4 separate regions of the Mus musculus genome follow, and regions 2, 3 and 4 are each linked to region 1. A link is a contact called in public HiChIP or PLAC-seq, Micro-C and promoter capture Hi-C data. All regions are on one chromosome and are shown on one strand. The core of a region is the stretch at or near the end of the contact, and the rest is flanking DNA. Distances in the headings are between cores, read along the strand shown. Region 1 holds the start of Hcn1 (hyperpolarization activated cyclic nucleotide gated potassium channel 1). Region 2 holds the start of Mrps30 (mitochondrial ribosomal protein S30). Region 3 has its middle 120 kb from the start of Mrps30. Region 4 holds the start of Parp8 (poly (ADP-ribose) polymerase family, member 8).

Evidence for each region. Promoter capture Hi-C pulls out the DNA fragments that hold promoters and counts their contacts. Hi-C and Micro-C count contacts between places; a contact is called where the count stands out from the background. HiChIP or PLAC-seq counts read pairs in DNA pulled down with a chosen protein or histone mark.
Region 2: a promoter capture Hi-C map of neural stem cells shows a contact between it and region 1. The contact joins the promoter of Mrps30 here to the promoter of Hcn1 in region 1. A contact is called at or near these places in 15 of 39 promoter capture datasets (cranial neural crest, embryonic stem cells, frontonasal cranial neural crest and 7 more), 3 of 484 Hi-C or Micro-C datasets (cerebral cortex, palatal mesenchyme and pre-B cells), 14 of 115 datasets of contacts at active chromatin or transcription factors (astrocytes, bone marrow-derived macrophages, craniofacial prominence and 6 more) and 1 of 9 other capture datasets (embryonic stem cells).
Region 3: a contact with region 1 is called in an H3K27ac HiChIP or PLAC-seq map of embryonic stem cells, with 5 times the contacts expected there. The contact joins the enhancer-like site here to the promoter of Hcn1 in region 1. A contact is called at or near these places in 12 of 39 promoter capture datasets (the 3T3-L1 cell line, 3T3-L1-derived adipocytes, the HPC-7 cell line and 8 more), 2 of 484 Hi-C or Micro-C datasets (both in embryonic stem cells) and 7 of 115 datasets of contacts at active chromatin or transcription factors (embryonic stem cells and stem cell-derived neural progenitor cells).
Region 4: a contact with region 1 is called in a Micro-C map of embryonic stem cells, with 4 times the contacts expected there. The contact joins the promoter of Parp8 here to the promoter of Hcn1 in region 1. A contact is called at or near these places in 2 of 484 Hi-C or Micro-C datasets (both in embryonic stem cells) and 1 of 115 datasets of contacts at active chromatin or transcription factors (embryonic midbrain).

What each region holds. Positions count from the first base shown.
Region 1 is chr13:117,600,475-117,604,101 of GRCm38.p6, reverse strand. It overlaps Hcn1 (hyperpolarization activated cyclic nucleotide gated potassium channel 1), which reads right to left and starts at 1,782. Exons shown (of 8, transcript NM_010408.3): 1 at 1,007-1,782. The coding sequence starts at 1,398.
Region 2 is chr13:118,385,442-118,389,068 of GRCm38.p6, reverse strand. It overlaps Mrps30 (mitochondrial ribosomal protein S30), which reads left to right and starts at 1,817. Exons shown (of 5, transcript NM_021556.3): 1 at 1,817-2,417. The coding sequence starts at 1,835.
Region 3 is chr13:118,264,121-118,267,747 of GRCm38.p6, reverse strand. No RefSeq gene overlaps it. Among named protein-coding and RNA genes, the nearest start is that of Mrps30, 120 kb to the left of the region's middle. Within about 2 kb of position 1,772, at least 8 of the 459 cell types and tissues checked have an H3K27ac peak or open chromatin away from gene starts, as enhancers often do. A contact at or near this core is called in embryonic stem cells, where this site is marked.
Region 4 is chr13:117,023,737-117,027,363 of GRCm38.p6, reverse strand. It overlaps Parp8 (poly (ADP-ribose) polymerase family, member 8), which reads left to right and starts at 1,833. Exons shown (of 27, transcript NM_001081009.2): 1 at 1,833-1,999; 2 at 2,087-2,188; 3 at 3,135-3,189. The coding sequence starts at 2,098.

The DNA of each region.
Region 1 (3,627 bases), core at 533-3,032:
ACGAATGAAATAAACAAGTGAATATCACCTCTAGTTACTAGTTTGGGATTTTTAGAAGGAAGCTCTGCCTGTGTTCAGGAGCGTGTCGCAGTAATAAGAGGATCTGCTTCACGACCTTCATTTGTCAGTCTCTAAACATGCTTATTAACCAAATGAATACTCGAGCCACAAATAAGATCAGGAAACTCATATTAATTTTCTCCTGCTGACAGCTCTGCTGCCCTTCTTCCCAGGCTGGGAAACTGGAAAGACATTTCTGAAATGGATTTGTAGTCAAGGTCAAGAGCGGGTGTCGCTCTATTTCAGGAAGGGGACTTTGAAAACGACCCCCCTGCCTCTGTTTCGGGAACTCAAGGCTTCCAGTCAAGTTCTTGCCCAGTGGGGCAGCGCCCGCTCCGCTAAAATCTCAAGTCAGAGACTGACTACCCAAGCGCAAGTGCCCTTCCTGTGCCTGCCAGCCACTGATCTGGAGAAATTCAGTGGTGACAGGGGTGCCTATAAGCATAAGAACAACAGATTAACACTCCCAGGGGCGAGAGTGGCAGGAACAGCTAGGACCTGTGAGTCACTGTCTCCAGTTTCCTCATCTCCGGGATCCCAGAAGCATCTTTTTTCATTTCTTTGGGGAACTGCTCTTAGCAAGGATACCTGTCTCGTCCTAACATTACCAAACTAAAAGTTTCCCTAGTGCAACTTAACAACCTCCCGTCCACGGGTCACGGTGGCCTTCTTCCCTCCTCTGCTGTCCCCAAAGTTCACCAGGCAAAGGAGAAGAGCCTCCCTGGCGCTCCGGGGAGAAGAAACTCCCTACCCTAAACCTGTCGTCGGTGGAAACTAGTTGGAAGAGTGGAGTATGGCCAGTCTAAGTAGAAGCCTCCAGCATCGCCGCCCCGCCTGCCCCGCACCCCCACTGTGAATCCCCGGGGCGCACCTTCCCAGAGGCAGGATAGGATGCTGGAAGGCGCGTCAGGGGGAGCAGGGTGGGGCGGCTCCAGGGAGTCCTCACCTGAAGTCACTGTACGGATGGATAATCCAGAAGCCTGCAGTTTTAACCCTTTCCTGCTCCTTCTCCACCGCCTTCTGGCTCCCAAACATGCGGAGGGAGAATTTGTTGACCCCAGGCTGCAGCATGGAGGTGAACTGCCTCTGCATGAAACCATACTGCCGCCGGGGCCCCTCGGCATCCTCGAAGCTGCCCGCCGGCTCCTCTCCTCCGCCGCCGTCCACCTTGAAGCACACGGAGTTGCCATGTTCCTTCCCGGCCGCGCCGCCCCCCGGCGGGGTCCCCAGGCGCTTGTCGGCCGCCACCGGCCCCGTCGCGGGCGCCTTGGAGGGGAAGACGCTGTTGCCATCGTCGCGGCTGTTGGACGCGGAGTTGGGTTTGCCGCCGCCTTCCATGCCCGGAGGACGCGACCGGCGACGGCGCGGGCTCCAGACTCGCCGGGGGCTCGAAGCCAAGGAGCAGGGGCCGGAGCCGGCTGCCCGTCGCGGCGGCAGCGGCGGCGGCGGCTACTGCTTCCCGCCCGCCCGCTGCTCCGCTGCGCGCCTGGCTCCCGCCGCCGCCGCTGCCCTCAGTGGCTGCGCTGCCGGCTCTGCCGCGCTCCGGGCTCCGCCGCGCCTGGTACTGAGGCTGAGGCTGAGGCTGCGGGCGCGGGGCGAGGCTCCTCCGCTCGGCACCCGCGCGCCAGCGCCGCCCCTCGGCTGCCCCCTGCTGGCCGCAGACCGCCTCTACCCGCGCGCGCCCCGCCGCTCGCCTGTGCCACTTCTGCCCAGCGTGACATTGAACTCCTGAGCCCGCCCCGGACGCGTATTTGTACGTTTGGAGGGAGGCTCTCTGGATGTGGGTTTGCAAAAGTGGGAGGGCAGAAAAGGGAAGGAGGGGGAGGAAAAGGGGAGGAGGGAAACGACAGAGGGAAGGAGAGATGGAAGGAGGGAGGCAGGGGGGGAGAAGGGAAAGACAGACAGACAGACAGACAGACAGACAGAGACTGAGAGAGAGCTGAACTAGCAAATTGCGTTAATTCAGAACAAAACTCCACCTAAAACACCAGAGACACTGAACGCCTGTTGGAATGATGTTACAAATAGAGAAAGGGGGTCAGGTTAATTCTGCACACTATCAATCCACTTGTAAAGCTAGGTGAAGATAAAATCAAGGAGACACGCTGAAAAAGGCATGTCGTGGAAAAGAGGGAGAGAGGGACAGAAGAGAGAAGCAAGAAGACAAGAGGGAAAAATGAAAGATGGGGGCGGGGAGGGGCACACAACTAGCAAATAGATCTTTGTAGCCCTGGATAATCAGCTGCCTGGAGCTTTTCAGATTAAGGATCTGTACCTAGGGACAGACAACTGACCTCCTTCTACTTATCCTGTTTATTCTCACACAGCTCCTTAAACGGGAATGGGGTTCCTTCCTAGGAAGGCCACTAACATCAACACACATGTGAGCAAATTTATTGGCCAGTCCTGCTGGAAAGAAAAGAAAAAAATGTGTAAGAGATAAGTGGCCTAAGATGACCTTCCTTTTAAGATAAGTTATACAATCAATAACCACACAGAGAGATAAATATGCCGCACTGTGTTCAGCAACACCAGGCTCAGAGGTCGAGATAACTTGGAATCCAGTCAGGATGCCATGAAGTATTCTCTGGTGAAGTTGACCACGTGCGACTGATGCTGAGGACAGCGATCTCAGATTTCTCTTGTTCCCTTGGTGTCTCCCCAACCCACTGGATTAGCTAATGGAAGCAAAATGTGCTGCCAAAGTTACCATTCACTCAGCAGGGCATCTTGGAAGTCTGAAGAGTTTCGAGACTATAAGCAGCCCAGAACATCTGTTCAAGATACCAGCAAGCATTACCTCCATGCCCACAGCCTCTTCAAAGCCAAGCTCACCCAGCCAAGACATAGATAGATCCTCTGATTTACTGTTTGCTAAGGTCGCATGGGAGAGAAGAGACACTTCGGGAAGAGATTCTTTGTCAGAGTGCCAACCTGTGGCACAAGATGAAAAAAAAAAACAGGTGAGGCCAATCACTTTGGGTTTTGTTCTGTTTTGTACTCGGGGAAAACCTGAAATCTGTGATGAAGCCAAGAAACAAGAGAAGCAAGAACAAGAAAGTTCATGAGTTTTCAGAGAAGCCAAGGAAGGAATAGAGAACAGTAGGTCACACAGTATCTGCTTTCAGCCAATCCAAACACACTCTCACAAAATAAATTTATATGGTCAAAATGTTATGATCAGTGATAGGGAAATAGTGGTATAGCATTCTGATCTAGCAGCATAGTGACCTTGGAAACCACAGGTCAGAGGATGATATTCGATGGCAGAGGCAGAGATAACAAGGATGAACAAAACCAAACGCCCTCAAATGGTACAGTATTCAGTCCCACTTTTTAATCATTAAACTGAAAACATTTCTCTACTTTTTCCCATTCTGTATGCCTCCTGATTACCTCTATTTTCAGTGTGAAAATGTATATTTTAACATAAATTTTAAGTTTTATAATAATGTAAAAAAGGACCACCTAGGATGTAATGCTGTCTTGATAAGTTATTCATTCATTCATTCATTCATTCATTCATTTAACAAACCCTTGTCTTTGTTCTATTTCAACTTGTTCGTG
Region 2 (3,627 bases), core at 568-3,067, 780 kb before region 1:
GACATATATCAGTTAACAAAAACAGTCAGAAATGGAACTGAAGCCAAAAAAGCAAGGTTAATAAATTTAGAGACTTTCCCCAGAACTATGGATTTGAATGGATTAGATCTTTGTTTCCATTTTGGCGAGTGCTCTTGTCTATGTGTTGAGTTTTAGGGCCTGAATTCACCTTCTATTATGAAATCAGTTCTGCTAATGTCTGGGTGCCTACTAAGGTTTTGGGTTTCTGTTATACCCATTATCTATATTTTTTTTTCATTCACGTGGCCATTCCACTTGTATCTTCAGGTTATGCTCCCATTTCAGAATCTCTGCATGTGTTTCTCCTTCTGGAACCTCCCTCTCCAGTATTTTCATGACTCATTTCTCAAATGATATCTTTACAAAAAAATAGTCCTCTGGTCAGGCTTTTTACATGGCAAACATCTACCCACACACTAGAGCACACTGATATTTTTCTTTACCCACTTTATTTTTTCCATGGCACCTATGAGTTTATAATAAATCATAAAGTTATGTATTATGATTACGATTTTCCTTCCTGTTAAGAATGCAAGGTCTCAGCCGGGCGTGGTGGTGCACGCCTTTAATCCCAGCCCTTGGGAGGCAGAGGCAGGTGTATTTCTGAGTTCGAGGCCAGCCTGGTCTACAGAGTGAATTCCAGGATAGCCAGGGCTATACAGAGAAACCCTGTCTCGAAAAACAAACAAAACAAAACAAAACAAAAAGAATGCAAGGTCTCTTTGGCTCACTAAGTAAGAAGACATTTAGCACCGTAACACATAGGGCGCACTCATAAATATCCATTAAATGAAACAGCTTGAGTAGCAGACAACCTGGGACCTAGTACCACCTCTGCCCCTAAGACAGTGGGTAGCTTTTGGCTTTATGTCTGCTTCCTTGCATGCAACTGAAAAGATTTGAATCATATTAGGCTGAAAAATAAAGTAATAGCTTCTTTATTAAGTTTATTGTAAAGAATCAGTTCATTTCAAACTAGTAAAGAGTTTAATACACAGCAAAATTCAAACAAATTGCTTAGTATGATTTATTTCATGTATTCCCCGACGTCTTGTATATTCAACTAAAAACACATTTCCCCGTTTCAAAATAAATTATATTACCTCATTAGCACTGAAGAATGTATGAAATAGTTTTCCTAAAGTTTAGTCGCGTTCACAGGTAAGTGATGCTGATATAATTTTTATAATTAGCAAGAATAAGTAAAGACATGTTGTATTTCATAAAATTCTAGTTCTAAAGGTGATGGAGGGTAACAGACTATATGAGGTACACAAATGACGTCAGAACTGTATGGATTTTAAGTTTCTCTTTGGAAGATATTTCTTTGTTTGTTTGTTTGTTTTGTTTTGTTTTGGAGACAGGGTTTCTCTGTATAGCCCTGGCTGTCCTGGAACTCACTCTGTAGACCAGCCTGGTCTCGAACTCAGAAATACACCTGCCTCTGCCTCCCAAATGCTGGGATTAAAGGCGTGCGCCACCACCGCCCGGCTGGAGGATATTTCTGAATGTTTGCGTGTGAAAAAAAGTGCGAGTTCCTAAAACATCCTACGAGCAAGGACTTTAATTGTTTCATTCTTCAGAGCATAACCGGTGGGAAAATATCTGGGGTAAGCGAATTTTTATCGCAGACAAATACTCAAAAAGAATACAACAAACTTCAAGGAGCATACTGATTGGTTGCAAACTGGATGACACAACGCACCACAGACACTCAGAGCACCCGCCTCCAAGAAGCGATTGGTCCCTACGGCAAGCGAAGAGGAACAATTCCTGCCAGTTGACCTCAAGTTCCGGGTCGCGGCGGGCGAAAATGGCGGCGGCCAGGTATTGGAAGCTGGTGCCCCGCGGCCGGGGATTGTCCCAGAATGCCGCTGCTAAGGCGTCCGCTACGGCCCCGGAGGTGAGAGACCTGGAGGTCGTGGCGACGCCCGTCGCGCGGTACCCGCCGATCGTGGCTTCCATGACCGCCGACAGCAAAGCGGCGCGGCAGCGGCGGGTGCAGCGCTGGCAGGCGACGGTGCACGCGGCCCCCTCGGTGGACGAGAAGATACGGATTCTCACCAAGATGCAGTTCAAGAAGTACGTGGTGCATCCGCAGATCTCCGCCTTGAACGCCGACCGCTGGTACCAGAGCTTCACCAAGACCGTGTTTGTCTCGGGCCTGCCGCCCGCCCCGGCGCTGTCGCCGCCGCCGCCCTCGCTCGACCTCGCCGCCCTGCGCGCCGCCGTGTGCGACTGCATCTTGCAGGAGCAGGTCTACGTGCGGCGCCGCCGGCCCCGCTCCCTCTTCGATCGTCGCCAGGCCCTCGCCTCCTCCATCCTGGACCAGGTAGTGAGGACGCTCGTGAACCTGCTCGCTCCACTCAACCCTGTCCTGAGCACTGCCGCTCTCGGTGAGCTTGGAACTCCCACCCTGAACGGGGGAAGTGGGGACGCCGTCGGCCAAGCTTTCCTGCAGGTTCAGTAGCACTCACTGAGTTAGGACTTACGGACCAAGTTTCAGGCGGCCTGCCCTCCTAAGGACTACTTGTTAAAGTTTAGTCTCACCCGAAGCTCATCACGTTTCCATGCTTTGATCAGGTTTTGTGTCTGAGCAGCCAAAAGTTTCTAAGAGACGGTTGTCTTTTGACTGCTTCACACGAAAGCTGGGTGACCATGGGTAAAACATCAACCTCTCTTACTTTGCCTTAATATCAAGATGAGAATTACTGTAATACTGTTTGGCCCTAGAATGTCGAAAGGTAAATAAGATATTATCAGCGTTACTAACATTTTCTTAGCATTTACTACTGTGTGTCGATCCCTTTCCCAAATGTTCTAAATGCCACCTACTTAATCCTCATAATAACAGAGTACATATCATGGATTCATTTTATAAATGAAGAGTGAAAAAGACACACGGTAAGTGTTGCTGCCTTCAGGCCCAACATCTGGTAGGTTGAGGGGTCAAGATTTGGTCCCAGTAAACAGAAATTTTCGTTCAGTGTGGACGTGAAAAAGAATGTATGTTTTTGTTTGGTTTTGATGGGGTGGTAGTACAGAAGGTTGAACTCAGGGACTAGAATACTCTCTGTCTTTGAGTTACACCCCAGCTGATAATGTGTTTGTAATCCGTTTATGTCTATAACCCAGAAGGTGTCTTAGTAATTATTGAATTAATTCTATCATGGCTGTAGATGTGTTCTAAACTGAATCTTATAGTGTCTGTATTACTTCCCTTCCTTGTGTGTACAAGAAAAGTAGTGTGTTAGGAAGGTAGAGGAACTTTTGACTACTTTCCATTGGTGGCTTAGAAAACTTAACCTTGTTCAGATGAAATTAAGTTCATCTTGTACAAAATGGCAGTGATGAGAATTGTATGTACCTTTTAGACTGGTAGTAAACGGAATACTGATCAGTTCTCATCTTATTCCGGTGAGTGGTTGCTGTTCATTTTAGCATCTTTAGTTTTAACTAAATAATCGTGTCAATTACAGTGGGGAGCAAAATGAAGTTTTCGTGTACTGTATTTGAGACATAATGGATAAAGCATGAAACTCAGATTCTTAGATTCTCAGTTTTAATATGTATATATCTTAGACATGCTGCTCATCACATGTTTAT
Region 3 (3,627 bases), core at 523-3,022, 660 kb before region 1:
ATTAGGGGAGGGGTTTACATGCTCAATTTTCAAGATATATAAGCAGTGTAAAAAACTGGGACAGAGAACAAGAACACAGAAATCTAGGACAGAAGTATGAAACTGGAGGAGAAGAACTCTGAAATTATTGCTAATTCTGATTAAGATTTGGTACTATGGGCACAGGTGAACTCAAAACTCAGCGAAATGCTGAAAAATGACTTTGAAACAATGATTTGCTGTTTGACTTTTGATCATTTCTACAGGTTTTATGTTATAGCAGAGAGATTTCTTAGGATTGTCCTTACTTTTTATTGTTTTAATTGCAATAAGTTGATTTTTAGGTTATGTGGTATATTAAATAATAATGGTCTTGGTTGGCTCATATATTTGAATGTTTAGGAATCAGGGTATGGCACTATTTGAGAAGAATTAGAGGGTATTGCCATATTGGAGTAGTTGTAGCATTATTGAAGAAAGAATGTCACTTTGTATGAATAAGAAAGAATGTATGCTTTGATGTTTCAATAGCCTATGCCAAGTTAAGTCTCTCTCTCTCTAGGCCTACAGGTCAGGATGGAGCTCTTAGCTACTTCTCCAATACAATGGCTACTTGTTCCCATGCTCCCTGCCACCATATTCCCTTCCATGATGATTGTGGACTAAGCTGTTGAAACTGCAAACCAGCCACCAATTAAACCTTTATAAGAGTTTCTTTGTTTATGGCGTCTCTTCGTAGCAATGGAACAGTGACTGAGACAGATGGAAATAATATTTTGTGAAAGATGGCTTCTGAGACATAAGAATTATAATAGAAGAAGACAGATCTAAAATAACATCAAAGAATGAATAAGTAACTAAGTAGGATAGAAAAAAAATAGCAAGCAGTAATGGTCATACTGTAGCAAGTGATAATGCTACATATTGTAGCAAGAAAAGGAAGAAAGAGAGAAATCTAAACCATTCAACTAATATTCTAGTATTCCTTAATTTTTCTGTTATTCAAATGCTGATGTTTATTGAATCATTCTTCTCGATGATGATTTTAAATAGATAATATGACTGGCAAAACTATTACTTGAATCCTGGTTTTTGATCACAAATAATCCTGTATGTATGATATAGTTTTAGATCATAACAACTTGTCATAATCAATACTGTGTAAAGTAGGGCAGCAGAACATCACTTGCTTATACTTAGTTCTTCTTATATAAATTCTAATTCATTGATAGAGAACATGCCCCTCAAATTATTAAGTAGAAAGTGTTTAACATGTCCTCTGTAAAGCAATCATTTTCTTCATCAGAGTGGGAATCTGAGTGTTTAAAACAATCAAATAATTTTTGCCACACCGTAGTAGCCAGCATTTAAAATCCACAGGGTGGTACCTGCCTTCTCTGGCTGTTTTGCACCGGTGTCTTGGGTTCCAGATCACGGGTATGGTGTGACTTCTAGAAGCACAAAGAGAGACAATAGGTACTAAAGAACAGGGATGAATTATCTGGATAGGATCAAACCTAAGGCTTTCGTTAGGATAGTTATTTAGTCCAGAAAGAGAGTTATTTAGACCATTTAGTGGCCAGAAAGAAAAAAAAAAGTTTAGTTTTATTTTGTTTTGCTTTGTTTTAATAAAATGTTGTGTAACCCCACCCCCACCCCCACCCCCCCAGCCTGAAGCTGGCTGATCTGGACTTTGACCTTGCTGCCACAAAGGAGATTACCTAGGGTGGGGCCTTCATCCCTAGATGACTCTATTGTTCAGCCACTGCTGCTGTTCTCCTTCAAGACACTGCTACCTGCTGAGAGGGCAAAGAGCTATTCCAGAGACTACACCCTGCAGCTGGTTCCAGGCTCCAAGAAAGAATTGGCAGGAATGGGCCTCCCCTCCCCCCCCCTTTATAAGCACATTTGAGCTTTGATCAGGAATCTTGATTTAGCTCCATTTTTCTCTCAACCGCCCAGTTCTCCTCTCTTTCAGCCCCGGCCTGCCACTCCGGTGTACCCGGTCCATGTGAGCGGAGCGGCGAGCGGCTCGCAACAATGTTGGATCAACTTTGTATCCTTTATGCTAAAAATTTACCTTGCTTTTGTTAAAAAACAGTACATACTTTGATTTTCATCCCTTGGTTTTAAACAATTTAACTTTATTTTTAAAAATTAAAATATGATTAGATCAGTTTCCCATGTGATGGCTCATGACCATCAATAGCTCTAGTTCCTGGAGCTACACTGCCACCCTCCTGCTTCTGTGGATACTAGATGCCCAAGTGACACAATGCATACCTACAGGCATGCAATTCTTATACATACAAGTAAAATAAATATACATCTTAAAGTATTATTAATATTAAAGGGTAATATTAGTAGACCTCCTCACCAAAATATGTTGCCAAAGACAATTGAAAGAGTTGAAATGAAAGCTATAGACTGAAAGAAGATATTTGTAACCAGTATACCAATTTGTTATTATTAAACCAATAATGATTGATTTCCCTACTTTATAAAATGTTCTTGTGAACTATCACTAAGCCCATTCTTTTTCACGCACAAAATTCTTTTTTGTTTGTTTGTTTGTTTGATTTTTCGAGACAGGGTTTCTCTGTATAGCCCTGGCTATCCTGGAACTCACTCTGTAGACCAGGCTGGCCTCAAACTCAGAAATTTGCCTGCCTCTGCCTCCCAAGTGCTGGGATTAAAGGCATGTGCCACCACACCTGGCTAAAATTCTTGTTCATACACTACAAAATAAAAGAAATGCCTCTCCCCCAAGCTCCCACAAGACTGCTGAAAATCTATATCCTAGGATTTGATATGGTTTTAGGCAAGGAAAAAAATTATTCGAATAAGACGAGGTTAGATAGATTATCTATACATTAAATAAGAGGTAAGAGTTGCAATACTAGATAATTCTATTAATTGTTATAGATTTGTAAGTATATAATCATCATTTACTTCTACTGAAGGTCAAAATTTATGTATTTATATTAATGAAAGAAAATCTGCCTTTACTCTTGTGTCATTTTCAACAGATATTCTTAAAGTTGAGAACAATATAATGAATGGGTTTCAGCAATAATCCATTCCTACAGAAAGCTGCTTAGAGAAGCATGGTGGTAGACTGTATTTGCTACCTGTAGGTAACCTGGAATTTAATGTGTTCAGAGGAAGTTTTCATTCCATGTGTTTGACATTAAGATGTTTAAAAGAAAATAATAGAAAATTATTTGTTGAGGAATGTATCATGTATAGGAGGAAGCCATGCCTCCTCACATTGTGGTATCTCCATTCTCCCAACCAATTTCACCCCACAGCATCCTTCCTTGACCTGAGAGCTGGCTTAGCTATGCAGAGAAAAGCAAAGAATCAAATGTGATCAAAGCAAAAGATGATGCTTGTGAGCTAAAATAGGATTTTTAAAAAGTCCCTGTTTACTAGGGCTCTGTTATGTATAAAACTTGCACATAGGTTTCCTGTTGGTCCCCAGGGAATACAACAGGGTACATAGCTCCCAAGCAGGGGAACTCCCTCTGCGTTGCTCTAAAACCAAGCAAGCACTGAAGCACTAATGGGTTGCCAGCTCAGTTTCTACAAACTCAGATCATTCTCTCAAATGTTGCTACACATTCTGATGACCAGCATTTCTGTGTT
Region 4 (3,627 bases), core at 584-3,083, 580 kb after region 1:
TGCCCACATGGTCCCGTATGAGGGAGGAACTGCCAGGATTGGTTCATACATGTGCTTTTCTTTCCTGGCTATATAATCAGATTATTTGGCTCACTTTATTACAACGTTAACCCTTAGTGAAGTCTCTTCAAGCAAGGCAGCGAAGGGAAAGCGAAGGCCTTGGGTGCTCTGTGGATGAGATCCCCAGAGCTCTCAAGCTTCAAGGGATATGGATCTGAGCAGCTACAGGCCTCAGACCAGTCTCACAGTGACCTGTCTCTGTAGTTAGGTTAAGGATCACTGTGTCCAAGGCCAGGCTCAAAGGAGAGCTTTAACCCTGCAAAGCCCCACCTAACTGCTGTGGGATGTATGCTGTCTTCTGCCGTCACTAAAGGCTGTCGGAAACTGAGGATTACAAGAGGAAAAGCGTGAGAATACAGATGATGTTAAAAGGCTGGATATATACCATAAGCCTCCAGCCTGAGTGTTTCCAGCAGTCAGTCTCTGCCTTGAAAAGGGTTTGAAATTCTAATACTCTTCTGGGCGTGTCTGTTCAGCCCCTAGGCTCCAGGGTACTGACTCAGGCTTGCCAGCACAGGAAAAGCTTCCCCTACTCACTATTCCTATCGGGAAGATTAAAAGGTTCCGGACAACATGATTGATAACACCTCCTATATTCCAGACACTGCTTGGTCTTAGAATGCAAAACAATATACCTATGGTCTGCCTGGGGGACACTTCTCAGAAACGATGCTAAAGAAAAGAGCTTGGTGGAGCGGGTTCAGGTTCCTTGCGGCAGAAAAGGTGGACCAACCATCATAAGCTTAAAGCAGGGCAATAGAGAGCGGACAGTATGGTTTTCCTTGTTGCGCAAGGTATTAGGGCTGGAGAAACTTTCCCTTGCCTCAGCCCACAGAAGGCTGAGGTTTTGAATAAGACCCAAGCCAGGTATCCCTGACTTAGGGAGTCCCCTCAGGCCAATTTCTTATGAACAGAGCTGGAAAGGAAGAACAAGAGTCTTTGGAGTCTAGAAAGGGCTTCATTTTCAAAAGAGCTTCTCAAACCTGGGACAAACAAACAAACAAACAAACCACCCTGAGAAGCAAAAGCAAAGCAAAACAATAAAAGAACCCCCATCACCTCACCACCAAAAAAGAAGGCAATAAGGAAATGGGAGAGTCCTCCTAGAGTGATCTCCAGCCTTTCTCCCTTTGCCTGATGTGATTACAAGGAAAGACTTGTTCACTTTATTTTTAATTCGTAAAGATTTTTTTTTCTTTTCCCCCTCTTTCTTCCTCCCAGCCACTCCGGCTTGGGTTTCCATATGACTCATAATTCCTTCTGAAAGTGGAGTCGAATTCATAAAAGTGGTGGAAAGAGGAGGGGTGGTGGTGGTGGTGCGGGAGAGGCTGGGAGCTCCAGGGAGTCTTCACTACCTACACTGTCACTCAGCTCCCGGCTCGAGTGGCAGTCGGGGGTGGGGAAATCCAGCCTGCGCGGATGGCGGATACTATTAAAGCCCCAGCGGCGCGCAGCCGGGCCCGGTGACCCGCGGCGGGTGCGGGAGGGTCTGCGGCTGGCGGGCGGCGCTGCAGCAGCCTGGGCACGGCCGCCGCCCGCGGGCGCGAGTGTGCGCGGGTGTGGGAAGGCCGGCGTGCGGGCCGCGAGGGGTGTGCGCGCGTGAGTCGGAGCGGGGCTCGCCCCTCTCCGGCGCCTGCCGCTCCACAGCTGCCGATCGCTCTCCAGCGGTCCCCGGCCCCCTTCGGGCCCCTCGTTTTCCTACGGCCGTCAGTCCGGGCGGGGGTGGGGGGGGAGGGAGAAAGTGAGACTCCGTGTCATCACCATCCATTGTCAGAACAGGAGGAAATTGGAATCCAGCAGCGGCGAGCAGCAGCTGGGCGGTCACATCTGGGAATGCAAAGCCGACCTCCTCCTCCTCCTCCTCCTCCACCTCCTCCTCCTCTCTCACCCGGGATCACTTCCGAAACCACTTCGCCTTCAGCCCCTGCCTCGGCCAGAGGTTTCATTTTTAACTGAATATTTACGAAAGCTGGAAGCGTGCGAGGGGGGTGGGGTGGAGTGGAAATAGCGGCTGCTTCTTTTCCAGGGATTTATTTAATGGGGATGTGTTCAAGGCAAGAGAGAATTCAGAAGGATATCGACGTCGTGATCCAGAAGTCAAGAGCCGAGAAAGACTGCCTGTTTGCAGGTGAGTTCTTGCCTCTCGGATCCTGGGACCAGGAGTCAGCCTCCCCTCTGTCTACCCCCATTGCCCAGATTTCTGACCGCGACGCGTGTAGCTTGGGAGTGTGGGGCGGCAAGTCCCCATTCCGGGTGCATTTGGAAATAGCTGCAGCGGCGTGAGCTGAAACCCAAAGAGGAGGGGGGCACGAGCCACCCCCCTCCCCCCCAAAAAACCCCACCAGGCCAGGGCAGTCTCCGGCTCCTGGGGCAGGACCCGCGCGATCAGAGTGCAGGGGCCGGGCGCTGGGTTCCAGCCATTGGCGGTGCCCAGAGCATCCGAGCTTTGCCTCCCGGCTTCGGCAGCCGTGGCCGAGCGGGGCGGGCTAGAGCCCGGCGGCTTTGCGCCATCGGCCGAGCGGCGGCGGCCGGGAAGGGACCGGCTGCGCTGCGCTGCGCTGCGCTGCTCCCGCCAGGCGCCGAGGCCCCGGGAGAAGGCAGCGCTGGGCCGAGCTCCCGCCCCCTCCGCTGCACCCGCTCCTCGGCGAGCGCGCAGGACACCGCCCCGGGGAAGGGATGGATGGATTCCCGGGGTTCCCGAGCTACGCAGGCCCAACCTGGGGGTCGCTTTGCGTCCATCTTTGCTCCCCGTCCTCCCACCCCCCCATCCAAGGCCGAGGGCAGTTCGGGCTTCGCAGCCCGAAGCCTGCCAGGGGCTGCTTCCGGCTGCTTGGCTGGGAATTTCCCGCTGTTGCCATGGCACCCGGCACTTGTTGCGGGGGGCGGCCTCCCGCTGCACCCCACGGGGTGCTCCGCATCCCCTCCTGCACCACCCTGCTGGCGGCCCCTAGCTCTCCAGCCTTTGCTTCCCTCCCCATCGGGCCTCCTAGGCTCACACAAAAGTGTAGGTTCAAGACAGAATTGGGGTTAAAAACAACACATGGGGTGGCTTATAACACGACTTTCCGTTTCAGATTTCAGATACTCAGACTCCACCTTTACTTTCACCTACGTTGGCGGCCCCAAAAGGTATTTATGTGTATAGAGTTGCTTCATTTCCTGTTCACACGCTTGTGTTTCCTTTGTTCCTGGTGTCTTCCGTGTTTGGGTATTTTTTTGCTTGTTTGTTTAATCTTGGGACTGCTATCTAGCTGCATTCCTCGCCAGTTGTCTCCCGATTTTATATAGAAGAGGGAAAATAAATATGTTTGAAGTTTTTTTTTTCTTCTTAAGCTAACAGAGGATGAGCAGAACTCCACATAGTGTTCTGCTTCAGTAGTAGATTGCTCTTTAGGCGTTCTGGATTTGACACAGGCGACACCGTGCAAAATTGGTACATTGAGCATGGAGTGAAATATGTGAAAGACATAAAAAGATGTCACAAAATAGTTTGATCGCCACCAGTGCTTATTTTGCCAACGTGTCTCTTTTTTCCATTTTCCTGAAGGTTGACATAAACACGTGGTC